3 separate regions of the Mus musculus genome follow, and regions 1 and 3 are each linked to region 2. The links are chromatin contacts, called in public HiCAR-type and promoter capture Hi-C maps. All regions are on one chromosome and are shown on one strand. The core of a region is the stretch at or near the end of the contact, and the rest is flanking DNA. Distances in the headings are between cores, read along the strand shown.

Region 1 (3,597 bases), core at 366-2,865, 1.1 Mb before region 2:
GATGGGAGACCAGGTTGGCCAAGGTCTCATAGCAAGTCTGAGGCAGAAAGAAGAGTAGATAGATGCCAGCCCTTAACAGCCACAACAATTCCTTAGCTTCACACAGGCAGTGGCAGCAGTCCACGTCTCACTAGTTCAGCTTCTGTGTATTTACAAGGTAGACAAGATCCAACAGGGCAACAGGTGACTATTCATTGGGGGTTGGAGGTGGGGACTGCCATTGTTTTCTAATCCTTCTCTGATCCTCACCCTCAATTCACTTCTCCCTCCCCTTTTAGACATTGAAGGAGTTTTCAAGCTGGGATTTCTGTACATTCCAGAGCTGGTTATACAACCGGATTCTTTGTTGCTCCAGCTCACCTGGCACTGGCAGTTACTAATGCCACTTAATGTCTTTAGGCTAGTTAGAGGCCTAAGCTCAGCTGGCCCGTTGCCACATTCCAGACACAGTAGCCTGTAAGGCTGGTCTGACAGGCCTCCTCAGTGTTCCTCAGTATGACCTCTGGTTAGGGCTCACACAAAACTTCTTTCCCTATCTAGAAAAGGGATCTGCACAGACCAGACTCACAATTGATGAAGTGTGCTCTGGAGATCTTTGTTTGTTTAATTTTGCTTTTGTTTTTGGAGACAGGGTTTCTCTGTATAGCCCTGGCTGTCCTGGAACTCACATTGTAGACCAGACTAGCCTCAGACTCAGAAATCCGCATGCCTCTGCCTCCCGAGTGCTGGGATTAAAGGCATGTGCCACCACTGCCCGCCTGGAGATCTTGAGAATCATTCCATGTTCGTTGGAAGGTATGGAATTTAGGTGAGAGGCCAACTATTGAAATAGTATACTCTAAAAACAGTTATTTTCCTAGGGAAGAAAAGTGAAAGGTACCCTGAAAGGTAAGTATAGGTCTATATTCCAAATATGTCCCAGTTACTGGCAGTCTAAGTAACGGAGGTGAAGTGCCTTTTCCCAGGCAGCACTGATGGTAGTTGACCTCAATCTTGCCTTCCCTAAGAGCCTGGGGCAAGCAAGGAAAGTGCAGGGCTAAGGAGCCAGGTGGTGTGGGGGTGGGAGGACCAAGAGGCAGGTCACTTTCCTGACAGGTGATTTCCTCTCTGGGAAGACCAGCCACCTGGCCCTGCTGCCACTCTTAATAATTAGCCAACCATGGTGCTAAAGGTTTCTGCAGGCCCCACAATCTCTGGCTCCTTCCTTTTCTCCCCCACTTCTCACAGCTAGTCTCGAACTGAGTGGAGAAACTCTTTGGTAGCAACCTGGGAGCAGTAGCGCAAAAGCACCAAGTTAAGGAATGAGGAATGTATGCAAAATCGAAACCGAGTTCCAAGAGTCTGGCAAGTCCCATTTGGGCGGGACTAGCTCCGGGAGTAGGGTGTGTAGCCACGCTGAAACCCGCCCCGCGTGGGAGCGGAAGTAGGGAGTCCCTGCAAGGGGTTCGACAACCTCTCCGCCCCCCTGCCAATACCACGCCCGATTTATTTGCATTTAAAGAGAGAAGCACCAAGGAAAACAGTGGGCGGGCGAGGGCATGCCTTCCAGCCGTCATGATTGGACTGTATGCCTGCCAATCATATCACGGACGTCCCACCCTATAACTGTGGAGTCCGGGGTGAAGGGGGTATGGGGGAGCTGCCCAGAGCCTGGAGAAGGGTAGTCGGCGCAGAAGACTGCTGTAGTCCCGGTGAAGGCTGCGGCAGGAGCAGTGGTGGCGTTCTCAGCAGAGGCTCCAGCTCAAATCGGAGCAGCGCAGCAGACAATAAACAGCGCTGGGAGCTGGACCTGGCAGGGTAAGCATTGCACACAGCTAAGAGCCATCCTGCTGAAGGTCTAGTGCATCCCCGCGTGCTCCGCTCTGGTCTCCTGGACTAGGGTTTCCAGAGCCTGGCTGATCGGAGTCCCAGCCTCTTGCTGGTCTTTCTTTGAACTCGCTTTGCGTACTGTCCAGCGAAGGGCCCAGCGGCCGTTAGTCTTTAGGGTCCGGGCGACCGTGGCTGGGGGGTGGGGTGGGAGGGCCGGAAGGCGGGCGGACTATCCTGGGCTACGCCTCTAGGTTGTAATGGGAGGCTGGGATGGGCCCACACGTGCTGTTGCGTGGTTCCGGGAAGGGCGCCGCTAGCCAGCACCCGGAGAACGCATTTGCAGGCCGGGAACTCCTTATCTTTGTTTGTAGTATATTTTCTGGAACAGCTGTTAGGCCGGTGCTGCTCACCCGCGAGGCCTTGCTGTGGCCCCTCCCCTCTGCGGTGCATCTCCTATGTCTCTCCTCTGCAGAGGAAGCTGGCGCGCTCGCTTATGGCCAGACTGAGACTGGCTTTAGGGTGGATTAAGATATCCACAGTCTGTTCCTCCTCAAGGGAGCACAGTTGGGTTTCTGAACTTCCCACTTATCCTGGAACCTTGGTCCTATGGTCCCAACCAGCCGCACCCCCTCCTGGGCCTCCAGTCTGTCGTTTGGCTCCCACCCCCATTGCAGGCGGGCTGGACCAGGAGCTCTTACTGGCCCTTGGGTTAGAGCTGCAAGGCCGCTTTGTTGCCGCCCCCACCCCCTACGCGCCTCTTTTCCCTTGTAGGGCATAGGGCGCGTTTTTTTTTCTTTTTCTCTCCAGCCTTTGGTTTAAAATAGCAATAGGCACAATATTGTGGGGGGATTTCCCTGCTAGAGGCGGAGGGGGCCGTCGTTGTAGTAAAGAACACACAGTATATATAAGGCAGACAAATCCTACAACTTCTCAGTTACTTAAAATACCCAGCCTGCCAGACTGCTGTCATTGTCTGCTGCAGACACCTCTGACACTGGTGACCGCCCAAAGGCGTGATTTCTCCTGAGCTCCCCTTTGAGGGGCTAAGCTTGCCAGATGAGCCATGGGAGGCAAAGGCGGCAGCGGGACTAATACAGCAGGACCATCCTCCCTGTCGCTGGACTCGCCTTGAGAGAAGTGTAGACAGCCCTGTTCGCATATGTCTTCTGCGTCTCTGGCTGGCCTGCCTCAGCAACACTGGTATGGACTGGTCTCCGGGCACTGCATTGTTGGACTTTCTGTCCTACCATTGGAGATTCCAACAAAGCCCATTCCTTCGAGTGCCCTACTCTGTGCACCACTCTGGACTATTAAGGCATTCCTGAAGAATAAGAGAGGGGATTTGACTAAGGGACTGTGCAGGCTGGACAGCTTTATAGTGGGGCATTGAGACCCAGTAAATAAATCTCTTACTTTGTAACGTTAACATGGGATATCTATCTATCTATCTATCTATCTATCTATCTATCTATCTATCTATAGATATAGCTATATAGACACACACACATACACCCAAGCTAGGATTGGGGATACCACATTATTTTCACCCCTACCTAATTGACCAGACCTCAACACATCTTTGCAGCTGGTCTTTTATTTCCAGCATCTGACTCTGCCCTGCTTTGACTTCAGTCCAGCACCTTTCCCACACTCAAACACTCTCATCCTACACTTGTCCAAGTCCCTCCCTTTCAGGCCTCAGTTCTCAACCAACTTTCTCTTTGGGGCATTTCAGGCTGCTTCTAGATGAGCAGACCTCTTGGAACTCCTGTACAGTTAAGTTTCACT
Region 2 (3,583 bases), core at 304-2,803:
TTCACAATGGGGGGGGGGGGGAACAGGCAGTTAAGTGGAGTTAAGTGACATGTCCATTATCATATAGCTAGTAACTGACAATACCACAGCACTGGAAGGCAGAAGCCATGGTCTCATTTTGCAGCCCTTACTATTGTGCCTCAAACACCCACCGCAGCTGCAAGAAACTTTGAAATGAGGAGCACAAGTCTGAAATTTCATTAGCACCATTCTGTAAATATTGTGTTTCTTGAGACTTGATTTTGTAGATTTCTGGCTGCCTGTGGCTATTTTTTAAGACAGAAACTTTATGTAACACTGGTTGTCCTGGAAATCGCTACGTAAACCAGGCTATCCTCGAACTCATCTTCATGAATTTATCCACTGCCTCTGCCTCCTGAGTGCTGGGATTAAAGGTGTGCACAGCCTGTGGGGTTTTTTTAATGACAAAATATATTTGCCGTTTAAGAAAGAATAATTTATGCTAAAATACAGGTTTTTGAAAGTCTTCACTGTAAATGTCCATCTTATGGAGGACAGTTCGAAAAAACTGTAAGAGGGGAGAAGAGTCGACTTCATACTAATGCTCACTGGGCAGTAAAGCTCCAGCTACATACACACACACACACACACACACACACACACACACACAGAGAGAGAGAGGGGGGGAGGGGGAGGGAGGGGGAGGGAGGGGAAGGGAGGGAGAGAGGGGGGGATGAGGGGGAGAGAGAGAGAGACCCCCCCGCCCCGCCCCAAGCCAGCATCCCCGACATCCTCCGAAGCTGACCCTCCCCCACCCACGGGCCAGGTTCTGAAACTTGATCCTGCCAAGCAACCAAAGCCACAAACCCTGCAGCGCCCAGACCTGGCTTCATCCTCCCCACAACCCCAAAAGGGCATTAGCCGAGGAGGTGGGCACGATAGAGGCGTTTTAACTTTTCAAAGTGTTTCATTCGCGAGAGAGCTCAAAGGGCCGATCCCACCAATCTAGGGTTTCACTCCACAACCTCACAGGTGCTGGTACCGAGTGCTGAATGAACCGCCGCCAAGCCAGAATTTAGCCCGGAGGTGAAAAAGGCCTCAGGAGGAACCGAGTCTGGTCCCCAAAAAGACGCCCGGGAGCGTGGGGAGGGCTCCTGGAGGCTGAGAGGGGACAATGACAGCTGTGACCCGGCTCCACATTCTCACCTTGAACATGTCGCTGGCAGCCGCGGCTCCGGCAGGGTCACCCCTCCCTTGGCCCCTCCCACTATAAAAAAGGCAACTACGGTGGCCGGGTTAGATCCTGATTCCCTTGACCACGAGCGAGCACGAGATGATGCTGTGACGCCAGCTTAACCCGCCAAAAGCTCGGCCTGCGCCGCTAGGTGGCGTGTCGCGTTGCTTAGCAACCGAGAGGCGCGCGCGGGAACCTAACAAATTCAAACCCCGCCTCCTAGACAGTCCTGCCTCCTTGCAGGCTGTTGCTAGGCGGCAAAAGGCTGCAGGTCCGTGTGGGCGGCCGCACGCTGTGGTGAGAAGAAGGCGGTTCTCTGGCTCCCTGCCGCGCCGGGGACTGGCTTTCGCCTCCACTGCCAGGCTCCGGCTGCGAGGGTTGAGAATCCTGCACGCTGAGGCAGCCAGGCGGTGGCGCCCGACGGACGAGGGTAAACTGCACCAGTCTCTTAGGGAGAAGCAGCGGATCGACCCGACCTTGGGGCATCGATTTACCTCATAAAAGGTTTTTCCCTTAAAGAATTTACCTTGCGCTGAACGGTCCTTAAGTTTTACGTTTAAACTAAATGTAACATGTCGCTTACTTGTGAAAAAATGACCGGTACCGGTGTTTTTCTTTTTAAAGTACTAAAGTGTAAATCTGACAATCAAATATTGGTCCCATTTAATACTTGTAGACGTAAAATGGCAGTATTTGGCTATTTGCGAGAAAAACTGGCGTTGTCGCTGGTTTAATAATTTCATTTTTTCCACCCAAGTCTATGGGCACAATTGTCACGGCCGAGCGTCCAAGGCTGTGAAAAATCTAAGGCTAGGATTCAACTCCAGGTAGGCTGCCTCTTGAAATCTCAGCGCTAGCCTCAGGGAACACTAGCGGGTCCGATAAAGACGGCGTATTTCATATTTCGTTTCTGTCCTAATTCGACAGAAAATGGAAGAAGCCCTGTGGGCGGGCGTCCTGGAGATGCGGAGATTTTTTCAGTGTAAGGTCACTTGTCCTTTTACCCAGAGACTGATTGGGACACACCTGTCCTTAAGGAAATTAGGGGGGTTTTTATTCGCTGAGGGAGAGAGAGAGAGAGAGAGAGAGAGAGAGAGAGAGAGAGAGAGAGAGAGAGAGAGAGAGAGAGAGAGAGAGAGAAGGAAAAGGCGCGCCGCGCGTCTGGGACAAGCTGGAGCGCTTCGGTAAGAAGTTAGGTTTGTCGTAGTATGTAGTATCGGAGCTTTAGTTCAGTGATTTGTGGTCAAAGTTTTTTGGTTTTTTTTTTTTTTTTTAAAGCGGGACTTTGCGGTGTTCGAAAGTTTCAGGGAGGAGAAAGCCCTAGAGCTCAGCCTACTGCCGGACCAACTTCCAAATGTTACGAGCGGCTTTTTTTTCCCCCTTCTCAACAGAATTGTGTGTTCCGAGCCATCTCCATCTCCAGACCCTGAGGAGAAATACTGAATAGACTCGGAAGGCTCTGTCTGCATCAGTAAGGTAACATCTTAGAAGTGGGAAGCATGGTGATGATAAGTTACAGCCAAAGCGCTTGCTTAATGCCAGGAGTTGCGGGGGTATGTGAACTAGGAAAAGAAGGAAATGACAATTTCACCTTCACTAAACTCTAACTGAACTTTAGCATTTAAGTACGGTGTAGGCAACAAACCTTAGTATTAGCAGTACTTGCGAGTGTCGCCAATAGAAAGCAGGTATTTTCAAACCATTTACAGTCACAGCAGCTAACTAAAAATATCACTTATGCTCATTACTACAAAAGTACAATCGTTATTAAATTTTTATTTTATGCATAAAGAAGACACGTGTTACTGAAATTTCCTTTTAAAAGGTATTTTGAAGATATGAGTAAGAATTTGGGGAGCTTCATCCAGACGGGAATGTAATACTTAAAAGAGTAAAAACTTTTTGGTAGAATCAGTAATCTCTTACGTACTGATCAAAACACCAAAGGGGGACGGAACCACGGAGAGGTTAAGCAATTTGATTAGTCTCACAAGTGTTCAGTAAAAAATGGACCAAAAAAAAATCTTTAGAAAATGTGTAAAATTCTCCACTCAGAAAAATATCCCCTGCCAGTAAGGAGTTTGTGAGGAAAATGACCAATCCTGAATTATTGCTCCAAAAAGCTAACTTCAAGAGCCAGGTGTGGTGGTGATCATCTGTAATCCCAGTGTACATGGGGTGTTGGGGCAGGAGGTTTAGCTTCAAGCTACTGTCTGCTACAGATTGAATTTGAGACCAGCCTAAGCTACGTGGGACCCTGTGTCCCAAAAAGACAAGTTAACTTCAGTGCTACAGTGACTAGAAGGAGAAAGATGGGCAAAAGGGAGACGGATTAGGAGGTTATGGAGAGGTCCAGTCTTTCTGACATAGCATGTGGTATTTCAGTAT
Region 3 (3,534 bases), core at 16-2,515, 1.7 Mb before region 2:
CTGTCTCAGTTCTACCAGGCTCAGGCAGTACTAGAGAGATGGGTAGGCTAGCAATATACAACATGGGAGCCCAGCAAGCCCCATTACCTAAGAAACATAATTCACGGTGGTCATAGGGCCTTCATGAGCAAGGACCTGGCGTGACTTGCACAAAAGCAAGCAGAGCTCATTAGTCAAGCACATACCCCTCCCCCACCCCTCCCTACTGGGCATCCGGCCCCCCTAGGCCTCACTCCCTGGAGGCTTCTGCGAGCAACAGCCAGTGGGGTGGAGACCAGATCTCAAATCAACCACCACACTAGATAGGTGTGGCCCCCACAGGAGAAAACCTATACCTCACAAAACGGTCCTGAGGGGATAGAGAGGCACTATGTCTGACAGGGATTTAATAGAGGAAGAGAAACCTGCCCTGTCTTCCAGTGGGTTGTGTGGGCCCCTCCACAGACTTGTGCCTAATGAAGTGTTTGTACCCCTGGGTAAAGTAACCCAGTTGATGAGACCCTTCACAAATCTTCATTTCCCTGGGGAAAGCAGTTGGGGCTAAGACGCGGTGGAAGGGGACAGAGCAGAAGTGGGGTAGAAGAGGGGCGGTTATGGGAAAGGTGGATGGGTGTGCGGGATCCGCCCTGGGCAACTTCCTCTCTCCTCCCCGCTTCTCTGTAAGCTTGGGGGCTCTTCTGAGACAGTGATAGCTTTGCTACAGAAAGGCGCCAATTCCTGGGCCGGGGAAATGTTCTCAAAAGTAAAGTCGTTTCCCCAGTTCCCAACGACCCTTTAGAATAGGGGATTGATCCAGTCCCTCAAAGAGTTTCCACTGTCTCATCCCAGAGGCGGGGAACTGGAACCCGAGAAAGGCTGGCTCCTCCTTATCCACACTTCTAGTTTGTACACCCTGTCACCCTCTAGAGCGCTCAAATTAGGGCTCCACTATCTTCTCCTTCCTAGGGCCTTAGTGGACAGCCCAGCATCCCCGGCAGGCCTGTGAGCAACCAAGCCCGAAGCCATAAAGTGGCAAGGGTCAAGCTTGGAGCCCCCAGGGCCGACCGCGCTAGTTGTCGGCACTCACCGTCTTCGGCATGGTGGCGGCAAGGGCAGAGGAGTTGGTGAAGTTTGGCTGGAAACTGTCGGGCTGCTCTGAGCGCGCAGTACACTTCGGCAAGGACTCCGGAGAACCGGGTGCTCAGATTGGGTCCCACTCTAGCGTTGGGCGACTGCTCCGCTTCCTGCTAACGGGCCACGACTTTACAAACCCCACCCAGGAAAGAGCCGCCCCCGTTGCGCTGCTCGCTCCTTTATGTGGCCGGGCTTCCGCGCCTCTCCCCGCCCTCCCGCCAGCCTGCCCGCGGCTTCGGGCATCGCCCCGCCCAGCCCGGCCCAGCCCAGAGAGGCTACTCTGGCCACGTGGGGGGCCAGGCTCGGGGCCAAAACTCCCCAAGGACTCCCACTCCCCACTAGTGCCCACTCTGCCCCCTCCCACCTTTCCTCACTGCCCCCCTCCCTCCAAGTTTCGACCATCTGACTCCGCCCCCAGTCTGAGCCAGAGCTTGACTGGGGGGCCACACCCTAGCAGATGCTTTTCAGCCCTGAACCATGAGTTACCAATGTTGGGAACCCGTTGCCTAGTAGAACTGCTGAGTTCCCTCTCTAGGAAGCCTTGTTGGTTAGAAAGTTCCCGCTTGTGGACATTTGAACTCCTCTTTTTCTCTGTGACCTCCAATCATGCCACACCTAAGTTCCCTGGGACCACAACAAATCCTCTGCTGTCCATAGCAGCTCCTGAGAGTTCTGCTACTCCTCAGGAAACTTCTGGGCTAAACTTCAGCTCCTCCTCAACAGTTCACTCCCTTCTAGAGGACTCATTTAACCTGTGACATTTCCTTCGACCTTGTATTTATTTGTTTGTTTGTTTGTTTGTTTGTTTATTATTTATTTATTTCATTTTCTCCAGAACTGGGATCCTTTTCCAATTATCTGTCTTCTATGTTCACTTTCAGTCCTCCAATTCCCACTCTCCTCACATCAGTGTCTTGGTCTTTTCCTTAGTCCTTCCCCAACATTTTGGATTTGTTTTGTCTGTCACCAGAGCTGGCTCTAAACTCATTATTTAGCTTAGGTTTGTCTTGAACTCTCAGTTCTAAGACACTGGCTTAGGTTTGTCTTGAACTCATAATCCTACTACCTCAACTAGATTGCAGATGTCTGACACCGGTTCTATACATTCACTTGCTTTGACACAGCGCACTAACAGCAGCCAGTTGACTTGCATTCCCAGTCCTCCTGTTTCTACCACCTTAGTGCTCAGACAATACCAGGCAGACATTCACTTTTTGATAAGAGTATAAGACTCTCGGGTGATATATGCCCTCCAGTTCTGGCAACTGTGCAGGAGCATGGGTTGTGTGTCTTTCATGAAGTAAATTACCATATACCTCAGTGATGGAGAGTCAAACACAGAATAGTGGAAAGGACACCTCAACACTCACCAGGCTTCAGATCATTGTTTCATCATGAACTCAGCCTGTGTCCTCTGCACTTTCTTGGGTAATTCCCTTCCCCCCTCTAGTATTGAGTTTCCCCTTCCTTAACAATGACCAAACTACAGGGTTTCCAAGGTTCTTTCCCATCCAAACATTACAAAAAGAGGAGAAAGAAGTAGCCTATTCAGTAGCCTACAACATAAAGGTTGTATAAAGTCTTGCATTTACACTCATGAGCCAACATGCCTCTATTTCTGTCACTGATACCGCAGTTCATTGACAGGTGGGGGGGGGAAAAAGAACGTTCTCTGTCAAAACCCAAGTATTTGCCTCAAGGAAAAATAGCACCTTTCAGAAGACTTCAGTAGCAGGAGTAGACATGGTAGCCAATCAATCCTTGATACTGCCATGGCCCATGGACCCTCCACCCAATTCAACCTCCCAAATTTAAAGGAACTCACTGATTTCTTCATTCATGTTCACCTAGAGCCTAAAAGATCTTGGCACTAAAATAAATACCTAAAATAAGTCCACTGCAGACTAGTTCAACTTTCTGGAACGTGGAAATCCCCAGTATGTAATTCCCTAACCCCTATGTGTGTGTGCACATCCCCAGCCATGCCACATCCTCCCGTTTACTCCCTGCAATCACATGCAGAAAGGAAAGCTGGGTAGCATGTTAAGGAGCTGAGCAAACCACTAAAAAGCTAAGGGAGGCATAGGAAGCCAAGTGGAGAGAAAAGGATGCCCTAGGGTGTGGGAAAGTAGAAGAGTGAAGGAAGTAGGAGGCTTAGACCTAGAGAATGAGAGATTGCAAATAGTAAAAGTACCAAAAAATGATGGTTAAAATCAGGGCGAGGTGGGGGGAGAACCAGTGAAGTAATACCCCACCTTCCCACTTCACCACACAGAAGCTGCTTAAAGTAGCAATGGTTACTGTGGTCAAGCAACTGGATATTACTGGGATGTTAGACTTGAAATAGTCTATCTTCAGTGCAAAGCAGAGGCAGCTGTGGTGTTTTGCTGTTCTTCACTATAGACAGGGATATTATTCATC

The links. Promoter capture Hi-C pulls out the DNA fragments that hold promoters and counts their contacts. HiCAR-type assays count read pairs that join an accessible place to other places.
Region 1: a contact with region 2 is called in a HiCAR-type map of astrocytes, with 2.8 times the contacts expected there. The contact joins the promoter of Amer1 here to the promoter of Fam90a1b in region 2. A contact is called at or near these places in 3 of 39 promoter capture datasets (cranial neural crest, liver and pre-B cells), 1 of 484 Hi-C or Micro-C datasets (CD8 T cells), 1 of 115 datasets of contacts at active chromatin or transcription factors (astrocytes) and 1 of 9 other capture datasets (liver).
Region 3: a promoter capture Hi-C map of pre-B cells shows a contact between it and region 2, with 2.7 times the contacts expected there. The contact joins the promoter of Msn here to the promoter of Fam90a1b in region 2.

The regions. Positions count from the first base shown.
Region 1 is chrX:95,442,858-95,446,454 of GRCm38.p6, reverse strand. Amer1 (APC membrane recruitment 1) reads left to right here and starts at 1,615. Exons shown (of 2, transcript NM_175179.4): 1 at 1,615-1,797.
Region 2 is chrX:94,364,747-94,368,329 of GRCm38.p6, reverse strand. It overlaps Fam90a1b (family with sequence similarity 90, member A1B), which reads left to right and starts at 1,553. Exons shown (of 10, transcript NM_001362881.1): 1 at 1,553-1,699; 2 at 2,587-2,671. It overlaps Apoo (apolipoprotein O), which reads right to left and starts at 1,220. Exons shown (of 9, transcript NM_026673.4): 1 at 1,168-1,220. The coding sequence starts at 1,176.
Region 3 is chrX:96,093,776-96,097,309 of GRCm38.p6, reverse strand. It overlaps Msn (moesin), which reads right to left and starts at 1,265. Exons shown (of 13, transcript NM_010833.2): 1 at 1,067-1,265. The coding sequence starts at 1,078.